2 separate regions of the Capra hircus genome follow, and region 1 is linked to region 2. Evidence: chromatin contacts called from public Hi-C data. All regions are on one chromosome and are shown on one strand. The core of a region is the stretch at or near the end of the contact, and the rest is flanking DNA. Distances in the headings are between cores, read along the strand shown. Region 1 holds the start of ZBTB10 (zinc finger and BTB domain-containing protein 10). Region 2 has its middle 120 kb from the start of ZBTB10.

Evidence for each region. A called contact is a pair of places that touch in the nucleus more often than the background predicts.
Region 1: a contact with region 2 is called in a Hi-C map of blood, with 3 times the contacts expected there. The contact joins the promoter of ZBTB10 here to the enhancer-like site in region 2. A contact is called at or near these places in 2 of 5 Hi-C or Micro-C datasets (blood and liver).

The regions. Positions count from the first base shown.
Region 1 is chr14:38,380,433-38,386,085 of ARS1.2, forward strand. ZBTB10 (zinc finger and BTB domain-containing protein 10) reads right to left here and starts at 2,508. Exons shown (of 6, transcript XM_013969300.2): 1 at 921-2,508. The coding sequence starts at 1,886.
Region 2 is chr14:38,259,021-38,264,719 of ARS1.2, forward strand. It overlaps the pseudogene LOC102183706. Among named protein-coding and RNA genes, the nearest start is that of ZBTB10, 120 kb to the right of the region's middle. Within about 2 kb of position 3,816, at least 2 of the 5 cell types and tissues checked have an H3K27ac peak or open chromatin away from gene starts, as enhancers often do.

The DNA of each region.
Region 1 (5,653 bases), core at 1,258-3,757, 120 kb after region 2:
TTATCAAAATGATAAGACTACTATCTTTAATCCAGAAATACTAAGACAAGATTTAAGAAGTACCGTTTACCTGTTTAATAACTAAGAACTTATGATTTTGGTAAATACATTCTCTACCAGTTCGAATCAACTAGTTGGTAGAAGTAACTTTACAGTCAACATTTCAAATATCCTAAGTTTAAAGTAAACTACATTTAAATGAAAACTTTTTGGAAAAGGGGATTACAGAAAATCTCAGCATAGAAATCTGGAGAAGGAAGCAAGTAAAAACTACCACAATTTACCAAAAGCATACCTTTGGAAAGAGAAGTTCAACAAAAAGTTTAAGGAGATGAATTTAGTATAATCATTCACTAAGTCTTATACAAATAGCTTCCTCTATATTTACATACTACTCTCATATTTCACATTATCCCGACATGATAAAAAGAATTTTCTCGGTTGCATGTTCTCCTAAAAGGGGTAGCGTCAAAGGTTAAGGAAAGAGTTTAATTCATTCTTCAAAGAGTTACCAGATTTGACTTCCAACAGCACGCTAAAAGACTACCAACATTAAAGCAGCTTTTCTAAAATCACAGCTAATAACATTCTAACCACAAAGCCAACCTTACAGGGTTAAAACCTTCAACCTCGCTTATTAAACTTTCCTTCTGATTCAATCTGACGGGCAAAGAAATCTGAGTCATGAAAAAAATTAAATCAAATTCAGTGCTATGATTAGAAAATTGTCATTCCTCCCCCTCCCCCCAACTCCCCCGGTTAACTTTTGAAAACTTATTCCCAGGCTTTCGAACCCCCCACGCCTAAATTCCCTACACCTCTCTCCTAACAGGAAAGATGTCTTCACCCAGTAGAGTGAGTTTTAGCTGATAAACCTTTCCCCCAAAGATCTGAAAAAGCAGGAGCAACATATATCGTACCTGGGCGTTGGCTTCGTGGAGTTTGTGCTCGGTAGAGACGTGGTGCCTCAGAAGGAGGGTTTTCTTGTAGTTGCGGGTCCCTCGCGAAAGCTCGTCGTGCCCCACTGGGGGCAGATCCCCGCTTCCTCCGTCCTCGGGGGGCTTTTGGCACCAGCCGCAAGACATAAGGCCAGTATCCTTGGAATAGCGCAGCCAGGGAAAATCTTTGAGCCAGGAGGTCTGGAAAGAGCAGTGGAGCTTCTGCATTAGGGACTTGGGCCGCGCGAGCGGGAAGTGCTGGACAGTCTCTCCTTCTCCAGCTCCCACACCGCTGCCCTCCGCTTCGTCCCCGCCATCGCCGCCCGACCGCCTGCTGCTGCTGCAGCTGCCTCCTTCCGCCCCGCTGCCGTCGCCCAGGCTCGCCCCCTCCTCTTCGTCCTCGGTGCTGTCGCTCAGGGACGCGCCGTCCGGCATCAACTCCTTCCCCTCCAGCGCGTCCAGCTCCAGCTCCACGGCCGCCGGCCCTCGCCCATTGAAATGCCTCAGGGGCCACGCCGAGGTCTCGGGGCGGCCGCGGCTACTGCCATTGTTGCCGAGCCCCCCGCCGCCGCCGCCTCGAAAGGCCAGAGTCCGACGGTTCCTTTCCGCTAGCAGGGGGCCCCCGGCGCCACCGCCGCCCAGCGAGGTGGGGCCGCCCGCGTCTTGGGGGAGCAGCAACTCCTTGGTTTCCTCGGCGGCGGCGGCAGCCCCGGCGGAGGCCTCCAGGTCTTGGGGCTCCAGGCCCTCCAATTCCACTTCCTCGTCGGCCCCCCGCCCATTGAGCGGCTGCGGCGCTGGCGGCGGGGGCTGTCTTGGCTGGGGCTGCTGGGGCCAAGCCGAGGCCTCCCCGCCAACGTTATTGTTCGCGGAGCCGCCGCCGCCGCTGGCGGTGACCAACCCGCCTCCTCGGAACGCCAGCGTCCTGCGGTTCATTTCACTGAACGACATGGCGCGCGCCGCCGCCGCCGCCCGGTGCCCCGGCTCGCGCCCGGCCTCGGGCCGCGTCCCGCGCGCTCCCCGCCGCTCCCCCTCCGCTTCGCTCCCGCCCCCACCGCGGGCGTTCCGGTCTCGCGGGGCTCGGCCTCGTCCTCCCGCCCGGCTCGCGCTCGCTCCCCGGGGCTGCCTCACGCGTCCGCCGCCGCCGCCGCCCGCCGGGCCGCCGCCTCCTCGTCCTCCACCCCCGCCCCGCGGCGCTCCGGGCAGCGTCCCGCGCGGAGAAGGGGGGGGGCGGGCGGCGGAGAGGTGAGCAGCGAGCCGGCGCGCGTGGGGCCTTCGAAGTTGAGAGGCGGAGTGCGGGGAGACCCTCCGCTGCCCCCTCTTTAAAGCCGCGCGCACACACCGACCCTCCAAACAAGATATCCTTCCTCCGGCGCGCCGAGGAGTCCCGACGCGGCTGCCGGCTTCCGAAGCGCTGAGGGCGAGAGGCACGTTAAACTGCCGGACTCCGCCACATAACGAACCGACAATAAAGCCGGCGGAGCGTTTCCGTCCGACCAGGCCCTGGCGGAGGTCGAATGGCAAATGAACAACGGACCGTGCGCCCACAATGCACCGGGGTAGCAGTAACCGCTGGAGGGGGAAAGGGTGGGGGCCGGGCGGGGGGAGGGGGCTGGGCTTGGGGCTGGGCTGGGGTGGGGTGGGGGCGCCTGGGGACCGGGAAAGGGGCCGGGCCGCGCCTCCGGCCTGGGGGCGGGGGTGCGGCCGCGGGGGAAGGAAGTCGGCCGAGGGGCGGGGGACAAAAGGCCGGGCGGCGGGCTGGGGGGTCTCGGGGAGGGGGCGGGCGTGTGCAGCCGGGGCCGGGCTCCGCGGAGGACAAACAGCTGGCGAGTGTCAGGTCTGGCCGCCTCCCCGCTGCCCGCACGCACCTACCCGCGCCCGGGACGCACATTTTCCTTCCCTCGCCACGAGTTCACCTGGGACTTTGAGAAATAACTGTACGGTGGGAGCTGCTCTCCAGCCTTGTCATTTGCTGAGGTGGGGTGGGTGGGGGCGGGGGGTAACGGTGCCCGAGGAAGTGAACTTATTTTTGTTCCTTCACAAAGACTGGACCAGGCTGTACCTTTCGGGCGAGGAGGTTACAACCGGGGGCACCTCCTCGTCTGCTGCATTGTGTATTCGATGCAGCAGCTCTGGGCGATAATCATTTCACAGAAAATGCACCGCCCCGAGTGTCTTATTGCTGTGATGAAATGGAAATTTAAATAAAAGGTCGAACACGTGCGTTCAGTGGGAAGTATTGACATGGGTGTTACATCACCAGCAGCCAATCAGATAGCTCCAGTCGTGTTTATACTTCTACAACCACCTTGTGAGTATTACAGTATGTCATAACGTTATAAATATTAGGCAGGGTTTTCCCCAAGAGTGGGGAGGAGTCGGCTCACACAGACGCTGCGTGCGACTCCGAAGAGCGTGTGTGTTAAGACAAGGATTGATTTTTAAGACTTTGGGTTGTTTTTTTTTTTTTTAACTGTTGACACTGCACATGGAATTTAGAGTGATTAGAAGAACAGATGGAGCTGGAAATGAAACTCTTACAATAATAGTCGTAGTCAACTTGTTCAGAAAAAGATTTTCCAATTTGGAGCCCTTATACTCGTATTTTAAAGTATTTTTTAATGTGCTAAATTTAGCAAATTCTAAAGTTTTGAGATTCATTTTACTCTTTGAAACCTGAAGTAAACTTTTAAAAATAAGTTAAAAGTAATGTGAAACAAATCTTAAATCATTTTTATTCAAACATTTCAGATTAAAGAAAGATATTCTCAAACTATGGAGGAGCTTTTTACTGTTTTTGTTAAGAGGACTAAATAAAACAGTATTAAAAGGTTAATCACAAACATTCAAAATACGTTCAAGATAATTATTGAGGGGAAAAAAAGGACATGTTACTTTTTACATTAATTATGTCAGGATGTGCATGGGGAAAAATGGGAAAAACACACAACTCTACGGTTATAGATTATCATGTGTTAGAGGCTTTAATCTTTTACGTTATATATTAATGGAATGTTATATGATTTAATAAAGAGTATGTGTTACATGTGTTACAATATTTAGGCTCTCTAATGATTCTGTTCTCTTCAGTAATTTCTATTTTTAAAATAAACAGTATTTAAAACTTTGAATATGGTATTTTTTCAAGATTAAAAAAACAGATTATCCCAGACATATTATAAAATACTATTTGCCTTAAGATTTTTGAATGGACTAAACCCATGCACAGCCATACCCATATATTGTGTAGATTGTATATTGTATAGATTTATTCATATCAACTTTTACTTAATTCACTGTAATTTTAGTATCTGTAATAAATGAACTGTGTTGTATGTCAAACAAAAAATGTTAGTTCTACCTTATAGATGAAATGTAATTTTAATGTAAAGAATGATAGTACTAACCTGCCACAAAGAGATTTTGGCTTTTAATTATTTAGTTAGTAATGATCAGATTGCTACATATCCATGTTGTCACCTGGCCACCAATGATAAACAGCCTGAAACTGCAATATAAGTCCTAGGTTGGTACAGTTTGTGGATTAAAAAAAAAAATTGTCCTGCTTTGTTTTAGTTGTTGGAAAACTTAAGACAGTGGAATCTCTGATGACCTAATTTGTATGTTGGAGAATTGAGAGGGTTCTGCCCAGTTGGCTATATGTATTATGTACTATATGGAAGAATGTTATAATAATGCTGTGCTTTGTCCTTAATGCATTTTTTAAAAATTCCAGGCACTTTGCAAATAAATACAGTATTTATTCAGTTTTAACTCTCACTCCCTTCTCCAGAAAAAGAGGGAAGAGTTACTGAAGTTAATTGCTTATCCAGGGTTAAGGTGATGGGAAATAAGTGTTCTTAAGAATTTATTTTTTCGGCTTTAAAGATTTTTTTCCATTCCCAAACTGTTAAACTCATATCTTTGTTGTTGTTTTTTCATCTTATTTGCCTAGTACATAACAGGCAATATATATTTGTGCTAGTATGCTAGTTTTTTTTTTTTTTGGCTGATTCTGGTAGCCAAAAATTAAGTTTTTAGTTGTGTCCAAAGTTTATTTTTCTCAGACATGTAGCTTACCTTCTATTTTGGAAAATTCACGTCATCTTCTGTGTGGAGATTTGGTTAAGCGTGCACTGATTAGGGATGAACAACACTTGATTCAAATAAATGACTTAAATACTAGGGCCACTGACCTCCTCACAGCCAAACAGTGTGAGTGTATGAGTGTGTGTATATTTTTATCGTTATATATGTATAAATATATATTCAGTTGTCGTCTTCTTAACCCTGAAGGAAGATCAGATCAGAAAGAAAGTTCAAGAGGATAGTAATCCACAGATGTTTCAGAATACCCTGAGCAAGGGAACTTTAAGTAACAGAAGGGGATCTCCTGTTCTGTAAACGGAGTTTTTAAGAATTCCCCCACCCCTTCCAGTCTCCTACTGGCAGGCAGGGATCTGTTCTCTCCTCTAGCCCCTATATTTGCTGTTGGGGTTCTACCATATTTAAGGGGATTCCCCCTTATGCTTACCAGGGGAACCCCTCCAGAATGGGGCATCCCCAGCCAATGTGTCCCCTAATTTCACTTTAGGCTGTGTAGAACTGCTGCAGGTTACCTTGATAACTCTTGCCCTGTAACTCCTTGATGAGGCTAAACTCCTCTGCCTGGTTCAGCTGATCTATGATGACCAAACTTGGCTATTCTTTATTGCCTT
Region 2 (5,699 bases), core at 2,566-5,065:
AGAAAACTATGCTATGGAAGAAAGGGAGAACAAATATGAGGACGCAATGAGTAGTCTCTACTGACCAAAGCAAAAACAAAGACCTTTCCAGAAGGTCTAAATGCAAATGTTGGACTTCCCTGGTAGCCCAGCAGTTAAGAAGCCACCTGTCAACGCTGGAAACATGGGTTTGATCCCTGGTCCGTGAAGATCTCACATTCCACAGAGCAACTAAGCCCAGGAGCTGGAACTACTGAAGCCCAAGTACCTAGAGTCCAGAGCCAACAATGAGAAGCCCAAGCACCAAAAGTAAAGCATAGCCCTCTCTCACCACAAGTAGAGAAAGCCTGCAAGCACAGCAACAAAGACCCATCACAGCTGAAAAATAAAATGTGAATGTACCTTGAAGAGTGTTGGCAGAGGAGCAGGAGGTAGGGAGTAACAGCCCTCTGCTGTCTCTCTATGCTGTGCGTAGTTGTTCAGTCATGTCCAGTCTTTGCGACCCCATGGACTGTAACCCATCAGGCTCCCCTGTCCATGGGCATTTGGGCTTAAGTAAACAGAAAGTGGTGGTGGTAGTGGTTTTGTCACTAAGTTATGTCCAACACTTGGCATCCTCTGGACTGAAATACATGAGGCTCCTCTGTCCATGGGATTTCCCAGGCAAGAGTACTGAAGTGGGTGACCATTTCCTTCTTCAGGAGATCTTCCTGACCCAGGGATCTAACCTGCATCTCCTTCATTGGCAGGCAGGTTCTTCACCAACTGAGCCACCAGGGAAGCATGAGAAATAAAACTGAAATTCTCAGACGCAGTGTTAACTTCAGGGATGTCATCAAGATGTGGCCCTTCTCCATATCTTGGCTGTATAGCCCTCCGTGGTGGGTTAATTCCTACACTTCACATGGTGGCAAGATGTTTGCTCACAGACCCAGGCCGCTCTCATTGAGCCTGCTGGTGGGCCGGGAGAAGTTCACAGTCACTCTGCTCCATCACATCTCCACCTGCTCCTCAAGTCAGCCTCCTCCAGCAAAGTGGTTCCCAACCCTGACTGCTCGTTGAAATCCCTCCAGGAGCTTTTCAAAATCCCTGATACCCAAGCCTATCTTCCTAAATCTGACTTTATTGGTCGAGGTGGGACTCTGGCATTTTAGCAATTTTCCCAGGTGATTCTGTTGTTTATCCAGAGTGAAGAACCCTTGATCAAGCATACCATGGAAAAGTGGAAGCTTTGCCTCTTGGATGTCTCTGGAGTCAGGTCCCCAGACTCTGTGTGTGGGTGTCATGTGTCTCCTCCATCGGGACCTTACTGAACGGTTGGGGACCCATGAATCTCCACATCTGAGTTCCCTTCATAGGATTCCATGTCTCTCTATGGGGCTAGATGGAGACCCCTAGACTGCCCTGCCTGTATATCTCCCCAAGGTCTCTGCATATGGCTGTCAAGGTTGATTTTCTTTTACTAAAGGACTGGGATGATTTTAAAAGGAAAACAACAACAGGAAGGAAAAAAAAAATTAAAGGTTTGGAGAGCCATCTGCTCATAGACTATAATTGAAATCTAAGACCAAGACCCGAAGAATGTCAACAATTAAAAGCTCCATAGCAAGGATTAGTTGATCAAAGAAGGTAGGAAGGATTATCCAGAGCAGGTCACAGGAAATCCACAAGAGCATGGACTCTGGAAGCCAAGAGAACAAAGGCTGAAAGCACCAGCAACGAGCTCACCCACTTTAGTTAGTCTTCTGTCTACTGACCTCACCTGGTGTCATCTATGCTGGTGACTTCTTTCAGTGAAATGTGAATATTCAGAGCGATGGCTGAAATTTCACTGGAAGCTCAAGTGACTCCCCTTGGATACGTTGTCCATAGATACTCAGATTTCTCTACCAAAAAAACAAACAGAAGCTCATATAGTACAGGGAACTCTGCTCAATATTTTGTAATAAACTGAAAGGGGAGAGAACTTGAATAAATACATGTATCTGTGAAACTGAATCACTTTGCTGTACACCTAAAACTAACACTTTTTCATTGTTAATCAACTATCCTCCAACGTAAAATGAAAACTTTTTAAAATAAATAAGATGAAATGTAAGGACTTATCTGATGGTCCAGTGCTTAAGACGCTGTACTCCCAAAGCACAGGACTCTGGTTTGATCCTTGGTTTCAAACTCTTTCAGTTCACATGCCCAACTAAAGATCCTGCATGCTGCAATGAAAGATCCCACATCTGCAACTAAAACCTGGAGCAGCCAAATAAATAAATAAATATTTTTAAAAATAAATAAAGAAGGCACAAGCCCCGGCCAGCCACTGGTGACCACTGCCTGAGAAACAGTGTGATGACCACCAAGGAGATGAAGGTGGCCAAGAGCAGGGACCAGTTGGCACTGCAGCCCCTTGAGGCAGTGGACCTCAGCCCCGAGCAGGTTGAGGGTGTGCTTAAGTTCATCAAGCAAGAAGACCCTGGCATGGAGATGCCGATGATCGGGGAGTGTCTGTCCACTACAGGGGCTGGCTGCTCGGTGACAAGTTCCACTCCAGCCTGGACCACAAGGACAGGTTCTCCTTTGACCTGGGGAGAGGGAAGGTCATTAAGGCTCGGGATGTTGCTGTAGCAACCATGAAAGCAGGCAAAGTGTGCCATATCACCTGCAAGCCAGAGCATGCCTAGGGCTCAGCGGGCAGCCCCCCTCAGGGTCCCTCCCAAAGCCACACTTGTGTTTGAGGTGGAGTTGTTGGAGTTCAAGGAAGAGGACCTGACAGATGAAGATGAAGACGGGGGATCTTCAGGAGAATACGGAGGTGATGGGGAGGGCTGTGCCAAGCCCAGTGACAGCGCCACCCTGGAAGTTGCGCTGGAAGGATACTTCGAGGACCAGATCTTTGACTCACGAGAGCTCAGCTTTGAAGCTGGTGAGGGAGAGAGCGTGCATCTTGCCCTGGGGGCTGGAGAAAGCCATTCAGTGTGTGGATAAAAGAGAATATTCCATTGTGTATCTTAATACCTGCATGCTTTCAGCAATGCTGGGAAGGAGAAGTTCCAGATCCCGCCAAATGCTGAGCTGATGTATGAAATACAGCACAAGAATTTTTGAGAGGGCCAACAAGTCCTGGGCGATGAGTTCTGAGATGCTGGAGCAGAGGACTGTAGTGAAGGATCGAGGCTCTGTGTGCTTCAAGGAAGGCAAGTACAAGCAAGCTGTCCCGCAGTGCAGGAAGACTGTGGCCTGGGACTTCCCTGGTGGTTGTGGTTGAGAACCTGCCTTGCAACGCAGGGGACACTGGTTCAATCCCTGGTCCAGGAAGATCCCATATACCATGAGGCAGCTGAGCCCGTGCACCCCAACTGCCAAAGCCCGAGCACCCTAGAGCCTGTGCTCCACCACAAGGAGAGGCCACTGCAGTGAGAAGCCTGTGCCCTGCAACTAGAGAGTGGCCCCCATTCCCTGCAACTACAGAAACCTGAGCACAGCAGCGAAGACCCAGCACAGCCATAAATAAATAAATAAATAAATAAATTTTTTTTTTTAAAAAGAAGAAGATTGTGTCCTGGCTGGAAGAAAAGTGGAGCTTCTCTGATGAGGACGCACAGGAAGGTGCAGGCCCTCAGCCGGCCTCCCACCTCAACCTGGCCGTGTGTCATCTGAAGCTGCAGGCCTTCTCAGCTGCCACTGAAACAGTAAGAAGGCCCAGGAAGTGGATAGCAACAATGAGAAGGGCCTTGTCCACCAGGGAGAGGCCCACCTGCCGGCGAATGCACGGGCTGACTTGCAGAAGGGCCTGCAGCTCTACCCAGCAACAGGGCGGCCAAGGTTCAGCTGGCCATGTGCCCACAGCAGATCCACAGGCAGCTGGAGGGCAGAAGAAGCTCTATGCCAGCGTGTCTGAGAGGCTGGCTGAGGAGGAGAGCAAAAGGCCCAGGCCGCAGTGGCTGCAGGAGAACAGCCGGCTGACGTGGAGATGAGAGAGCAGAAGAATGACGGGAGGGCGGTGAGGGGGTGGGAGTGGGGCAGCCTCAGCCTCGCCCCAGCCCTGTCCCCAAGACTGCCTGTCCCCCAGACCCCCAGCCCTCACCCTACTCCACCTTGGTGTGTGTGTATGTGTGTGTGTGTGTGTTTTAGTCTCTCAGTTGTGTCTGACTCTTTTCAACCCCATGAACTGTAGCTCACCAGGCTTCTTTGTCCATGGAATTCTCCAAGCAAGATTATAGAGTGGGTAACCGTTCCCTTCTCAGGGGATCTTCCCAGCTCAGGGATCTAACTGGGGTCTCCTGCGTTGCAGGCAGATTCTTTACCATCTGAGCCACCACAAACTGAAGAATTTTGAGTGAATTAGAGCTTTAAAAAAAATTACTTAAATAAATAAAATATAGACTCCTCAAAACAAAACAGAAGCTCACACAGAGCTAGGAACTTCCGAAAAGATCTTCTCCAAATGTAGTACTCCTCAAATCCTTCCACCTATCAAGTCAGAGACCTAGAATTCCCACACTGTGTGTGCTGAGGAGCCCAGGGTTACCTCAGTGAATCAGATGAGCCCCACAGGACATTTTAAACTTTTGAGGAAAACACAAGAACACTTGTAGGATGCCACACAAATTACAGTCAGTAAATTACTTTGGATCTAACTACTTAGTAATCTAAATCCTTATACATTTTTGGTCTAAGAATAAATAACTGAGCTGACTATAACCATGAGCCCAGAAAGTTTGGGAAAATCTGAAACAGGTAAATACTTGACTCCAGCACGCTCTCTTCCTCAAATTTACCATCACTGCAGCTGTCAGCCTAAAAATAAGATCCCCCCCCCACACCCACCATCAAGAGCACAAATATTTCTTTCCTACTCCAGCTCTAAGGGAATTAATTGTTCCCATTTAGAAATTATAAACAACTATGGGTTAGGTGAAATTTGAATTTACAATAGAAACAATCTAGATAGCATACTAAACTGAAATATTTCACTTAAAGCTCAGCAAATATCTGAAGAAATCTAATTTGTATTCAGAACATTTTCAGGGTTTATATCTTTTGCTTTTAGGCCAGGAGTGTAGGATGAGTATTCTAATAACAAAAAAGAAAAGAAAGCCATTAGGTAAAAACCATAGGCCTAAATGCTAGTTTATATCAATTAAGTTTGTTCAATTCCATGGCCAAAGAACAAATTTCTAACTCTGGCTTTATATATGTGTTAGTCAAGATAATCTTGGTTAATGTTACAGTAAGTCCTAAAAAGAAAAACTCTAAAAATCAGTGGCTTAACACCACTCCCCCCCTTGCCACAAAGCTTTATTTCTCACTTACCTAGGCAATAAACAAGATACAAGATAAATAAGCAAGGAGGTAATCACAGACGGTGGCGTGAATCTTATTAATTAATTAATGAACTAATGTGGGGTTTCTTCATTAATCTATCCAACAAATTTGGGTTTGAATAGTAGATTTTGTACCAGATATAGTTCTAATGCCAGCAATATGATGATAAATAAAACAAAGCTTATACTATTCTGGGAGGAGAGACAACCCACAAATGACACACACAAAAAAATAAGCAGAGATAAGAGCTCTTAAGAACAACAAGGCAAGATATGTGGTGGCCTTGGCTAAGTGATGTTTTGGGGTTCCATGTGGATGATAATGAACCATCAGTAAAAAAGAGGTAAGTAGTGTTACGATGTATGAAGAGAGAATATAACCACTGTTCTGGGATAAAT